Regions from separate parts of the Rattus norvegicus genome. Here region 1 is linked to region 2. A link is a contact called in public Hi-C data. All regions are on one chromosome and are shown on one strand. The core of a region is the stretch at or near the end of the contact, and the rest is flanking DNA. Distances in the headings are between cores, read along the strand shown. Region 1 holds the start of Neto2 (neuropilin and tolloid like 2). Region 2 holds the start of Phkb (phosphorylase kinase regulatory subunit beta).

Evidence for each region. A called contact is a pair of places that touch in the nucleus more often than the background predicts.
Region 1: a Hi-C map of Schwann cells shows a contact between it and region 2, with 6 times the contacts expected there. The contact joins the promoter of Neto2 here to the promoter of Phkb in region 2. A contact is called at or near these places in 2 of 12 Hi-C or Micro-C datasets (Schwann cells and mammary epithelial cells) and 1 of 1 datasets of contacts at active chromatin or transcription factors (oligodendrocytes).

Annotation. Positions count from the first base shown.
Region 1 is chr19:37,515,829-37,523,017 of GRCr8, reverse strand. Neto2 (neuropilin and tolloid like 2) reads right to left here and starts at 5,463. Exons shown (of 9, transcript NM_001107417.3): 1 at 5,177-5,463. The coding sequence starts at 5,210.
Region 2 is chr19:37,380,985-37,387,937 of GRCr8, reverse strand. It overlaps Phkb (phosphorylase kinase regulatory subunit beta), which reads left to right and starts at 4,061. Exons shown (of 31, transcript NM_001414932.1): 1 at 4,061-4,176. The coding sequence starts at 4,101. It overlaps Itfg1 (integrin alpha FG-GAP repeat containing 1), which reads right to left and starts at 3,956. Exons shown (of 18, transcript NM_133557.2): 1 at 3,609-3,956; 2 at 1,966-2,038. The coding sequence starts at 3,813.

The sequences.
Region 1 (7,189 bases), core at 4,214-6,713, 130 kb before region 2:
GATTGTACTATGTAACAGAAATAATAAAATATAATTTAAATAGTCTACTATCATATACTGATTATGTAAACAAAGTAGAGATAAACAGTCAAAGCAAAATTAAGGCTGTTATCAGAGACCCCAAACCATTCTAGCTTATTCAGTTATACTTTCTATTTCCAAGGTCACTCATGACTCGTGTGGGTATTAGGTTGCCAGCCATATTTACCACAACTGCATCATACTCATCATGCAGGAAGTCATGGCGTAGAATATTCCCCTTTCCTTTAAAAACAAAACACTTGCCAAGAATCCAAAATTATATTAAAACAAAAAGTATATTATAAGTAACAAAGAGTTTCCTTAAGATGCACACATCATTGTATATTTATGTCTACCAGCTAGACAGAATCACATGATCACCTAACCCTAAGAGACTTTGGGAACAATATTTATTTTGAGTAGTTGTGTTTTAAACTAAACTTCAGAGAATTACTTAAGAGTAAAATCTCTGTGTGGTGACAATCAGAAGTTTTATACTATAGTACTCTGTGGACTACTGTGCATAAATCAGTTATCTTTTAAAAGGGTAATTTAGATTATACCATAGCTTCTCATAAGATCTTTTAAGTCCCCCATTTTATGTAAAATGAATCCATCAGTCATACTTTTTTGAGGTACAGTGCAATCTGGCACCTGACGACGTCTCCAATCTCCTGATTGCGATCTATGGATCCACAGAGATTGCTATCTATGGATCCACAGAGCTTCTTCCCATTATTTCAACGTCAAGCCCACATTGTATGTCTACAATATGTATGTCTCTGCATGGTTGATTCCTTTCTTACTGAGTTTGTGAGGCTTCTCCAACTTCCGAATAAGCTGTGTATTCTTTAGCATCTTACTCAATCGCCACTATTATTTGTCATACTATATGTCTATACTGTATGTATCTGATTTTTTCATGTGGGTATGTGTGCTTATTTAGTCTCTTCTTACTAAAAAGATGAGCCATGTTTGTCTGGCTCACTGACATATCTTCACTGCCTAGAAGACTAGTCTGGCCCATAATAGCACTCCATACAAATTAGATGAATGCATGAAGTGACTAAGCATGAATCTGACTGCACAGTACTGAAAGAGGTGTACCAATTGACAAATTCACACTTCTGTAAAAAGGAGCATATGCACGGTCCAGCTTTTTAGTTTATGCATAAATCAGGGAGGATATGAAAAGAACGAACTATGTTTTTCCTTCATTTTGTCCAGATACCAGGTACCACTCTTGTTTATCAACTTAGATCAACTTACCTTTGCTAGTAACTAAACATGTCTCTTTCTAAGTCTTCCTGTTTTAAGCATCTAAGCAGTAAATGTAAGGTTTGTTAAATCTAACACAAGACGACAATCTTTTTTTTTTTAAACCAACTATATTCCAAAGCACAAAAACATTCCTGAACTTAAACCTCCTGTATTATTAGTGGAGAATGAAGATAGTTGGAAAACATTAGATCACTGCAGCCTATACGTGGTGATCATCCTGCCAGGCACATTAGTAAGAAAGTGACTGCGGCAGAAGTGCTTCCTCTTTCTTGCACAATGGGACACGATGCTGTTAATGCTCCGAGGGTAGTTTGTTTGCTTCATCTTGATCAAAGGAGTCAACTCTCCACATCTACAGACACTGTCATCAAATTTTCACGCGATCAAACAACATTTGAAAGAATAATCACCATCATCTAGTGTTGTAATTTCTAATATATAACTCAACCTAGTTTAAGCAGAACAAAATTAAATTTTCAGTTAATATATGGTACTTTGTCAGAAGAAACGTACTGCACATGTTGAAAAAGTGGGTGGCTTCCCATCACAATGACAGCAGCCCTCTTCTTAATCGTTCTTGCCTCTGCCAGGTTTCTGCTATTAAGGAAACTTCAGGAATTCCTGGGTAAACCACCCCCTAAGAGCCTCTTTTCTAACTCGACTTTAAAGTGCTCCAGAAACACATTTAAACCATCGATACTTATTTTAAAGGAGAACAAATAAAAAGATGATATTATGCTGATCAGGTATAGCCTCTAAAATTTGAAATATTGTTTGAAAAATAGACGTGACATTTATAGCCTATTATTATTTTCCTATCTTATTCCCAAAGGACTGAAAGTGGTTTTGATTTAAACTGGCTTTGTAAAGTACATATTCTTCCCCCTATGGAACGCTGTGTAAAAATCTAGATTGGCTTCTAGTTGAAGATTCATTAAAATAAAATCATGAATTTTCAATGGATAATTATACGACCCCCCCCCCCCGTGTGTGTGTGTGTGTTGGTGGTGGTGGTGAAGTATTAAGAGGGCTGTGTTAAAAAGAAGCTTTACTGTTAAAGGACAGCTTCCCCCTGGATGTTTCCTGGATGAGGGTTAAGACTAAAGAACAGAAGTTAATACTCAGTTCAGACAAGATTTTTAAATATATATGGCTAAGGAAGAGTTAAGCTATTTTATGTCATAAACTTAACCTCAGATTATACAGCTTTGAATATCAATGGGTTTAATAGGATTTTTGGGAGCTAATGCACAGTTATTTGAGAAAAAAAAAACAGTTGGTTCACAATTCCAATGCAAGATTTTCATAGGATTATAATGCTACCATAGACAGAAGCTTGGCTCACATTCTGTATACCTGGAGTGGTGATAGCAGGAGTGAGGTATACATGTTCACTACTATTAGAAAGACTTGAATAACCTAACAGAATGACGCACTTGTCCTACTTGCTGCAAAGTCGACAAAGAACAGTGGCATCTTTAAAAAGTACAATTAGGGGCTGGCAAGATGTCTTAGTTGATAAATACATTTGCTGTCAAATCTGACAATCTGAGTTCAATCCCCAAGACCAACCTTCCATGTTTTGACCTCCACATGTATGCTGTTGCATGTGTGCGCGCTCTCTCTCTCTCTCTCTCTCTCTCTCTCTCTCTCTCTCTCACACCACACACACACACACACACACACACACACACACACACGCACACACACACACACACAAAACCATCATTTAAAACATTACTTTCCACTCAAAACCTCACAGTCATTTCTGGTATTTAACTGGAAACTGACCATTATATTTTAAAACAAGGATTTGAGTAAGTAGCATCTGTAATTATACAAGTATTAAATGGCTACTCAAGAGAAGATCCTCTTGATGTGGAAAAATTCCCTTATAAGACACTTGAAGGATGTTTTTTCAAGCCTTGGAACACAAATAAATAGAAGCACTGAAAAAGCGTAGTTGTCTTAAGGAACATTTTTTTTTTTTTCGGAGCTGGGGACCGAACCCAGGGCCTTGCCGTTGCTAGGCAAGCGCTCTACCACTGAGCTAAATCCCCAACCCCTTAAGGAACATTTTTAATAATATTGTTTTATATAGGAAATATATGCATTTGATTTGAAAAGCAAATGATTCAATATGTGCAGTAAAACCAAGGCTATCCTTTTTTCTTTCAACCTCCAGAATGCCTTCTCAGGTTCAATCTTTTTTTTTTTTCTTTTAGTCTCACTATACCAAATTCTCATGCGTACAAAGCACAGTATAGAAGAATTAAGATTGTTCTCTTCCTAGCAAGCCCATAACTTCACGATTTATCTCGAGCCGTAGAAATACTTCAGCATGTAAAAATAGTTCAGGTTGAATAATATTTGAAGTAAAATAATAAAAGCCAGATACTACACTGTTTTCACTGGAGTTAGTCGTCATCACGGAATCTTTTCTGGAGAGGCGCAATAACCCACCTTGGCCAGAGAGGGCAGTGTGTACCCACTGAAAAGGCACCGAGCTGCAATTCCTTGAGTACCTAAGAAGATTGCCTTCCCCAGTTCAGTTTCCCTTGAGTTCTGCTGGTAAAGCTGTGTAACGGATCCAACTGATTGTTGCGGGACACTACTCTCATATGGACGTGTCATTATGAGGATGGCAACCCCGCTAAGGTGCGTTCATAACCAGAATAAAGAAAATTCCTCTAAGCAGCAGAAATCCATTTGTGGATGTGGTTCACTTATTATTAAAGAGTGAAACGAGATATTAATTTCCAAGGAAATAACTATATAAATCAGGAGTTACAAGTAACTACAGAATTTTGGATTTGTTTTTATATAATAAAAGAATTATTAAGAATTTAGGGATTAACTGAAATCTTCACTGGCTAGAAGGTTATTGGCTATCTTGGCACAATTTGAACATACAAGTATTGATATACATATAGTTGGATTGGTAAATATTTAAATTAAATGGCTGTAACGTCAATTAGTAATTTATGAATATCTGTCCAATTATGAAGTTTGTCTAAAACGTCATTAGCTCAAGAACAACGAAAAGTTCCACTGAACTTTCTAATAAAACAAATTTGAAAATAAGCTATTAACACAGACTAGGAAAACATCAACATTTGTAATTGTGCAAATATTGATTCAGAGCTAGTGCCAGCATTAACACTGTCTAACGGTCATTCTCAATATAAGAGGTTTAAAAAAAACCATTCAGATACTATTCATTTGCAATTAAATCATTAGGGGAAAAGGAAGTCATTTACTGAATGGCGGTGCTTTTTTCCCTGAGATCTATGAAAGGATCAATCCAGGACGAGTTCTGGAATAAACTTTGCCTCTCTATGTAAACCATCTAGAAATATTTATCTGGAACTGGACCTCCGCGGAGACTTGGCCTCTGAGTAGCTTTAGGAGCTCGGTGCTGTCGGTTCGCCGGCCGCTACCGACCGGTGCATCCTCCGCACAGGACCCACAAGGCAGCAGGATTCGGCGATCCCGGGAAGGCGGTGCGGGGCGCCTGGGGCGCGTGCGGGCCGCCGCGCAGCCCGGAGCCCGCAGTGGTGCCGCAGCCTCCCGGCCGCAGCAGGTGGGACCCACGGGCGTCGCGGGGCTTCACGGAAGCCGCTGCGGCGCGTCGGAGTTGGGGCTTTGTGGTCGGTGTGCAATCACTTTCCGAGGCGGCAACCGGGGGCCACGGGCTTCGCCTCGCACACTTTGCAAGGCGCGGGGTCGCCGGCGTCCCCCGGCCTCCGCTCTCCTTAGAGCGGGCTCGCGGCGGCGGCGACCGGCGGCCTGGACCAGACAAAGGGCGCGAAGGCGGCGGCGGAGCGGAGCGTGGCCTGGCCCGCAAGGGGGCGCTATCCGCACCCGCGCTTACCTTTGAGGACCGCGCAGAGCTGCTCCAGGGCCATGTTCCTCAGCGTCGGCGCTCCGAGAGCGCCCGAGGCGGCGGCGGCGCGGCGGTCACGGCCCGGCACGGTAGCTCCGTTCGGTCCCCATCGCCGGCCGCCGCCGCTCCCCTGCAGCGAGCGCAGCGCCTCAGCTCGCCGCGTCCGGTCCCCGACGGCCGCCGCCTCCCGGCGCGCTGAGGAAAGCCGGCGGTGGCCGCTCCTGCGGCGGGCTCCCTTGAAGTGGCGCGCGCCGGGAGCCCCGGCTCATTTAAGCAGCGAGCGCAGCGCCGCGTGCCGGCCGCGGGGCCACTGCGCACGCGCAGCCCCGCCCGCCCGCGTGCCCCGCCCGCCACTCGCCCGGCGGACCTCGCGCGCAGCCGACCCCTCCCTGCCGGGGTCTTCTCGAAGCCTCGGGGGCCCCCGCTTCTGTCTTTCCAGCTCCCCGCTCGGAGCAACTCGAGCTCAGTTGCTTGAAAACGTCTGCTCAGCCTCGCTGATCTCGGTGGAGGGGAGATCCCACCGGGCCAGCAGTAAGGGCTGCGCTTACTGAATCTTCCCCAACAGTTGCCAGGCACAGCGCTGCTTGAGGAATCATCTCTTCTAGTCCCCACCACAGTGGGCTGGGAGCTCCACGCCAGCCAGAGAAGTGAAACTTTGTCCTAGCTGCAAAGGCGAGAGGCGCGACTGAATCCAAAGCGTGGGTCTCCCCAAGGCCACCCCTAAGCACAGCCCTACAGATGGACTGCTGAACAACAGTGCAAAGGAATTCCACGAGTCTTAACAACTGTATAGTTTGTGCATCATCAGTTTTCCTTCAGCACTTGTGCTTTGAAATCGCCTTGCTGCCAGAGCTTCCTAAGCTCCATCCTGTTAAAATAGAAAGGACTTGAATGCAGCCGGGCTACAGTCAGTATTTCACACATCGTATATTTATTGGTTTGAGTTATGTACATATAACAATGACTGGTGTTGGGGGGGACTAGCCATATTAAGACCCTACCGTCATAGATCTGATATATAAATGTTTATCTAGCAAATTATAGCTAAGTTAGAATGTCCAACAACTGAACAAAATATTTCAAGGGTGTCACGTTCTTTCTTTGCTTGGATCGCGCCAAGAAAGGCACAGAAGTATAAGTAATTCACAGGTTTATAAATAAAAGAATTAACATCAATTAGCATAAAGTTGTTTAGCCGTTTGCTGTGTGCTTTCAGTGGTTATGAAAGATATGTGATTTGGGGTTTCCAAGACGATCACCTGCAGTTAAATTAAAATTGCACACAAGAACTAATGAATGAGGCATTTTAGAATGAGGCAAGTAATAATTCAGGCTAAGTCCTGACCAATAGTGGATAAAGAAATTGGTAAGCCCTTTGAGGTTCTAGATCAACAATCCATAGTTGTTGACCGAGGAAAACAAAATCAGCCTGTATGATGTCATCAGAGAATGCTCCGTGAGAAGGGGGAGAAAGAGGATGGGAAAGGTTTGGAAGGCAATGGAGGGATGTAGATACGATTGGACACTGAATTTGGGACAACTGTTATTATCAGTAATTATTAAAGATAATGGGGGCATGCACTCATCTCTCCATATATATATATATATATATATATATATATATATATATATGTACTCATATATATATGAGTATACTGTTGCTGTCTTCAGACACACCTGAAGAGGACATCAGATCCCATTACAGATGGTTGTGAGCCACCATGTGGTTGCTGGGAATTGAACTCAGGACCTATAGGAAGAGCAGTCAGTGCTCTTAACCGCTGAGCCTTCTCCCCAGGGGAGATCCTCCTGTGGGCTTTCAGCCTCCTCTAGACTAACTACAAGGTAAAGAATATGTAAATAGCAACTATACAGTATCGGTCAGGGAATACGGTGGGGGAAACTCTGCACATATTCAATACAGATACTTAGAGAAGTTTGCTCGTCCCAACATTGGTTGAACCCTTGGATGCTGAATTGTCCCGATTCAGAGGGTTGACT
Region 2 (6,953 bases), core at 2,812-5,311:
AACTCAAAACTCAAGATTTAATAGAATTAATGTAATATGTCTTTTGCATTTAATGACCTTTTGTGTATATAGAGCCTTCTGATCTACAGAAGAATTCATAATGAATAGAACATAGAGTAGCTTTATATAGTACCATAAATCTGAACTATATCAATAGAAAAATCTGTTTATGTTCGCGAACTGGCTCGGTGGGAGCTTTGGTGAGGCTTTGGGTTTGACCTCCAGTATCACTCAAACATAAGCAAAAAGAACGTGGGGCTGGAGAGATGGTTTAGTAATTAGGAGCACATGCTGCTCTTCCAGAAGACATGAGTCCTTTTCCAGCACCTACAAGGTGGCTCACAGCCGTAACTTTAGTTTCAGGGGGAGCCAATATTGTTCTAACCTCTGAGAGCTGTGTGCATGTGGTACATATACAGATAATCAGGTACATACACATACATATGAAAAATAAATATTTAAGAAAATAAATACAAAACCACAGTATAAAAATTTATTTTAAAACACTGAAATAAATACCAAGGGTTAAAAATGGTTGGATCCAAAAGAAAACACTAGACTGCAGAAGTAAAAAGACAATTATTTTTATTTTTAAAACACAGAGAATTGAAGAAATGGTTCATTGATTAAGAGAATGTACTGCTTTTGCAAAGAACAGGAGTTTGCTTCCCAGCACCATGAAAAGAAGGCAACTAACAAACACATGTTATTCCAGAGCAAACAGACAGACAGACAGGCAGATAGACAGACTTAAATCCTTAAAAAATTAAAATAGCAATTTCTACATTTTAACAATACTTTGCTGAGTCCTCTCCTCAACAGTGATTAAAAATAGTTTATATCATTAGGGTCAATGTTTCATGTATTGCCAATCATAAAAAAGAAAACAATAAGAACTACTATTTAAATAACATTTTAAAAATTAATCTGAAAAGCTTGTGTAGTGGTTTAAATAGATATGGCCCCCCATAAACTCATGTGTTTGAATGCTTGGCCCACAGGGAGAGGCACTATTAGGAGGTATGGCCTTGTTGGAGGAAGTGTGTCATTGTGAGGCCAGGCTTTGAGGTCTCTGATGCAAAAGCTATGTCCAGTGTGGCTCACATATTCCTTCTGATGCCTGGGGATCAAGATGTAGAACTCTCAGCTCCTCCAGCACCATGTCTGCCTGCATGCTGCCATGCTCCCAGCTATGATGATAATGGACTTAACTTCAAAACTGTAAGCCAGCCACAACTACGTGTGTCCTTTATAAGAGAGGCCATGGTCACAGTGTCTCTTCACAGCAGTGAAAGCCTAAATAAAGCAGCTTGATTTCAATTCTGTCAAGATCAGTATTTAAAACTCATCATTTGATCCAAAGAGAAAACAAAGAGGACAGAGGCCATTGACCTATCCTTCACATGTAAAACACCTTCAAGACGATGAGATTTCTATGAGTGATCTGCTTCCACAGGAACAGTCAGGACGAGACGTAGCATATTCAAGAGAGCATATAAGATTGCAAGGGGCTGTAGGGTGTTCACATAGAACAGACCTGGACCACCAAAATTTATGTTTGTAAGGGGGGTATTTTTAAATTTCATTTTCAATGTTTCCCTTTATAAAATTATATTTTATTTATTTGTATGTTAGTATTGTGTGTGTGTGTATGTGTATGTATGCGAGTACATGCTGATGACGCCATTGTGTATAAATGGAGGTAAGAGGACAGTTTATTGGAGTCAGTTTTCTTCTTCCACCATGAGATTTCTGGGAGTCCAGCTTAGTGATCACACGTGGAGGTAAGTGCCATCTTACCAATCCTCACCATGTTTAACTAATTTATTTAGGCTTAAAAAATTGTTTATTACTCAGACCTCAGAACTAGGAATTTTGTGTCACAAACCACAGCTGAACATGACTGACTTCAAATACAACCCATGCTACTGCACATTCATAACATAATAAGGATATTATACTTACTTCAAGGACACCTTTACCTTGGGTTTAAAATAGGGTGCACTCTGATCTGCCAAAAAGACGATTAAGTCATTTCCTAAAAGAAACAAATAAATGATTTTAAAAAAAATAGTCAGTGCTTAAAAACTTCCTAGGTACTGTTTCTATAAGAAAGTTTTTATTTGAATTTAGTCAGACAGCATTGCCAAGAACACTCATCCAAATCAAATGGAACATGGGAAAAGAAAAGTATGGGAAAGCACACTTGTACGAGGCAGTGTAACCCCATGGGATTCCATTAAGGGGCAGAGAGCATAATTTAAAACAACCATCCATATAATGAATACACTCTAAACTATACTATTCTATTGTGAGTACAAAACCCAGGTTTGATCTGCAGCAATACAGAAGACACACGTACACACACACACACACACACACTCCCTTATTTATACTGTGCTACTTTTAAGTCTTGTGTTCTCCACAACCAATCAGGTCTCCCATATATGAAGCTATATATTTCATTATACAGATCGTCACACCAATGATGCAGGAATTCCTACTACAATGTCTACTCACAAGTGACAAGGATATAATTCAACAGATAAGCAGAAGCAGAGCCCTCCAAACTTTCCCCCTTTGCTTGCTGTAGCTCTGTTTTCCACGTGGATGGGTCCGTGGAATTCAACTAATGCTCACTGGGACAGATTTTCAAAAATGCTTAACCAAACACAGGATATCTTCAAAGTTAAGGAGAGTCTCTGTATCCAGTTTGGATAATTAGCTATAGGCTTAGAGTAGTCTTGCAATAAGGGTATTCATTCAAACAGAGGGAAAACCATACAGGTCTTTAGAGGGGTTCCCAGGAACCAGACAGGGCCCTCAGAAGACCTCGTCAGGATGTTGTCACTCAGCTCATGGCCTTGGTCCATAGACACCTACTGAAGACTTTGTCAGCATCAGATTTTTTTTTTTTTAAAAAAAAAGGTTTAACGTGGTTAATGAACTTCAATGGCAAGTCGTCAAAAAGAGATGTGCAAGACTGCAGTGATAAAATGATGGGGACGACAGGAGCAATGAGGAAGGGCCAGATGTACACTAAAGTCCAGACACCTCACACTGGAGAGGTCAGTAGTTCGAGAATGTATGGGCAAGGAGGCATTGCATTTATCAGTCGTTAACAACAGGTGCTTGTGTGAGTTGTGGAGAATTTGGGGCCTTAGGAGGGCACAGTACCTTTAAAGACTGAGAAAAGGAAGGGCAGAGGAGTTGAGTAAATGGGAGAGAGGCAGTGCATCTCTCATAAGAAACTGTCAAGTTGCATCGTTCCTGATCAAGGGGCCGGAACATTGGAAGAAAGACGGGAAAGCAAACACAGATGCCAGAAACCAAGGTTCTTAGGAATCTGGAAGAATTTTGGCAGGCAGGTGTTTATAGAGGTTTCTAGAAGAGAAGTTGATGTGTTTTTAAGAGTTGGGCTGATGGTCAAACCGCGGGGTTACTGGGTCAAGACCCAGGGTTGATTAAACACAGGGGAACGCTGTCATGGTACTGAAGATAAAGGGAAAGCCAGAAGAGTGGGAAATGCTAGAGGGAGGGTAACAGGAAGAAGGGGGCGTGGGGACACCGGGAGGGGCAAACAGAAAGGAGGGGCGGCAAGCACTGACTTTCCCGCAGCACGAAGAGGTCCGTCTGTTTGTCGGAGTTGAGGTCACCGAAGGCCGCCAGGGTGCCCCAGGCCTCACCCCCAAAGAGCTCGGCCGTGACATTGTGTAGAGCCTGTGCCGGAGCAGGCCCAACGCTCAGCAGCGCGAGTCCCAAGAACAGCAGCGCCAGCACCGCCCTGGCGCTAGGCAGCAGGCCTGCCGCCATGGCGCCTTCGGCCCGGCCGGCCTCCGCCGCGCTTGACGGCAGCCGCAAAGCACCGTGCAACCGGCCGACCGAGAAAAGACTCGGGGTGCGAGCTTACGGGCAGCCCCTCGTTGTATTCTCACGCTGCCCTGGGGCTGTTTCTCCGACGACCCAGAGACCAAGGAGTTAGGGCGACGTCTGCCTGAGAGAGCTCACTTCCGGCTGGCTTGCCTCCCGACAGTGTCGCGCGAGGGGGCGGGGCCGGGCCGGCCGTGCTGACTGGCAGCCGGGGTGGTGGGCACTGTGCAATGGCGGGGGAAGAGGGACTCATGTCTGAAGTAAGCTGGAAGCTCTTGGAACGACGAGCCCGGGCCAAGCGCTCAGGTTTGACTGCCTGTGACAACAACTTTCCTCCTGCTGGGTACAGGGGGTGGTGCTCTTCTGCAAGTCCCCTGGAGGGAGGCAGGTGGGATCTATCCTGGGGATCAACTTGTGTCCTTAAGTTGTCTTCATAAAGCAGGTGTCCCTTGCTGCCCTGGTCTTGTCCCTCTTGGTCCCCGTTCCCCACCCCCTGCACTTCCCTTGTTTAGAAGACTTCTGTGTTTCTCTCCTAAGTTATTTTCTCTCCAAAGTTAGTGGCAAGCTGACTTCTCCATAAACTTACCCCAGTAAGTCATCTAGTGACAAGTTCTTTGGAACCTGAACTGTCTTACTCTGAAAAACGTAGACCTTTATTTTTAGCGAGGTCCTGAGGAGCTGGCGACTACTCATGTTTTATATGTTCCCTTCACTTTTCCTCAGTAATTTTTAGCTGCAGCTAGTTCTGTGTGAGAAATTGAGGAAGACTGTTTATGCCACAAGTTAAGTTAGTGCACAGTTACTGTTCAGAAGGAAATTGGCCTCTTCTCCAGCCAAGTGGTCCCAGCACCTCTAGTTCCCAGTTGTGGTTCCCAACCACGGAGGTCAGAGATGCCAACAGTCCGAGTGTCCTGAACTGACTTGTTCAAATTGCAAAGTCACACTGGCGTTTTAAAAGTTAGTACTCCTGGTTAACTACTCCCCGGATAGCCAGCATTGAAACGGCCACTTTTGAAACTGGACATAATCTTGAGCAAAAAGTTTGTCCTTAAACACAAGAGGTGGTGGAATGAGAAATCTTCTAACAAGACCTTTCTCTTGTCAAAGATTGAGGAAGGATCGTAGGAAGTACTGTATTTGTTAAAGTATTACCATTTTCATTCCGCTCTAAATCTTAATTTTTGTGTGTGTGTTTATTTACTTAATACTTAGGGTTGTAGTGGAACAATCACATGAAAAGTAAGAGAAATTTTCAAAAAGCAGTTGACTCAAGTTTAGAGTCAGTACAATTTTTTTGAAACAGTTTTGGAGTTATTTGTTGCTTGTATTTTTTTTTTTTTTTTTGTCGTATAGAAATATTGAGTTGGTTACTATGTTTCTGTGGGACTATAGAAAGTGTTATTAGGTTGTTCTGGGCAAAGAGAATAAGTAGGTTCTGCCAGGGACTTAAACAACCCCCCACCCCCCAGCATGTATTTTTGCAATGCAGTTCTTTTTTTTTTTTTTTTTTTTTTTTGGTTCTTTTTTTTTTTCCGGAGCTGGGGACCGAACCCAGGGCCTTGCGCTTCCTAGGCAAGCGCTCTACCACTGAGCTAAATCCCCAACCCCATGCAATGCAGTTCTTTTAGTAATCCTATAGAGTCTGTTTTTCCCTTCAAGTCTTTGTTTTCCTCAAATACATGTTACAGCAGCAGGCTTTGAAAACCTTACATTTCTTAATAGGGTAAATTCTGTCTTATTTTACTATTTTTGAATGCAGTGTCAGCCGCAGTGGTTCCAAGATACTATCCAAATGTTGCCGTATGGTTACATGATAAGAGTAAAATTTAGATAGATTAAAAAAAAAAAAACCAAAAGGATAGTAGTTGAGGCAAATCTTTAAAATTAGTAGTTATGCTTGCAGTTTCTAGTTTTTTTGACTCTGAAAAATACAGATGGTAAACCTTGAGCCATATCATTAACTTCCTGCTTGTCACAGAGAATTAATTGGATTCTGTTTACAACTTTTAGAAGAATATAGAAACAGTCTTGTTTGAAACATGAATTAATCTGCTTCTGGGACAGACTGCTCTTTGGGTTTCTAAGCATTGTTACATAGTAGCATAACAACTTTACCGAACAATAAAGGATGCTATTAATTAAATGTTTCTTAGTAAGTGGATGTTATGTTTCTGTCTATTCATGTATGCAAACTTAATTTGCCAAATAAAGGAAATCAAATTCTCGAGTCATAAAAGACAAGCTAAAATGATATAATGGTCTTTAATTGTCTTTTGCACATTGCATCATGCTAATAACTGCTCAAACATTAATCTAATGCTGATTGCTTCTAACCTTCACTAAACAGTTCTAAAATTGGTGTAGCTTAGCCTGCAAGGCTTTTGATAAGAATCACCAGTTTGAAATGGCCAACTCACCTGATGCATCCTTCTCTTCACCTGCTTTGTTAAGGTCTGGTAAGTGTATAAGACCCCCAAAGGGTCAACTGATAATTTTATATTTGTTGTTTTCCAAGAGTAATGTCACTATTATATGGTATTTTTGGTTTGTTTTATTTCCCCTTTGGTGGACTCAACTGTGTGCACCATTTCAGTTACTGTTAGCTTGTTTCCATTGTGTTTTGGATATGTCTTGCGGTACCCAAGGAAAGCAAAGGGTGGAGGCCCAGTCCTAACAGTGGCAAGATATTTGACCAGAAGCTGTCCTTAGTGCTTGGGAACTGCAAGTGTCAAATGGACCTGACTGGTTGATTTTTAAATGATTTTTGTTCATTTGCTAGGTATTGTAAATTGAGCTGTAGTATACATGAATATGCAAATGTCTGTAATATGGTATAAATTCCTCCGGGTACTCGCCCAGATGGTATGCTTATTCTTAGGTTTTCGACAGTCCTTAAGCCCTATTTCCAAAGTGCTTTTATTAGTTTACACCCCCATTAGTAATTTATAACAGTTCCCCCCCCCCTTTTTTTTTGTCATTTGTAATCTTGATGATGTTCGTTCTAACTGGGGTGTAATGGAATCTCAGAGTGGTTTTAGTCCACATCTCTCTGATTTCCAAGGTTGTTGATGCCTCCTTAAAGT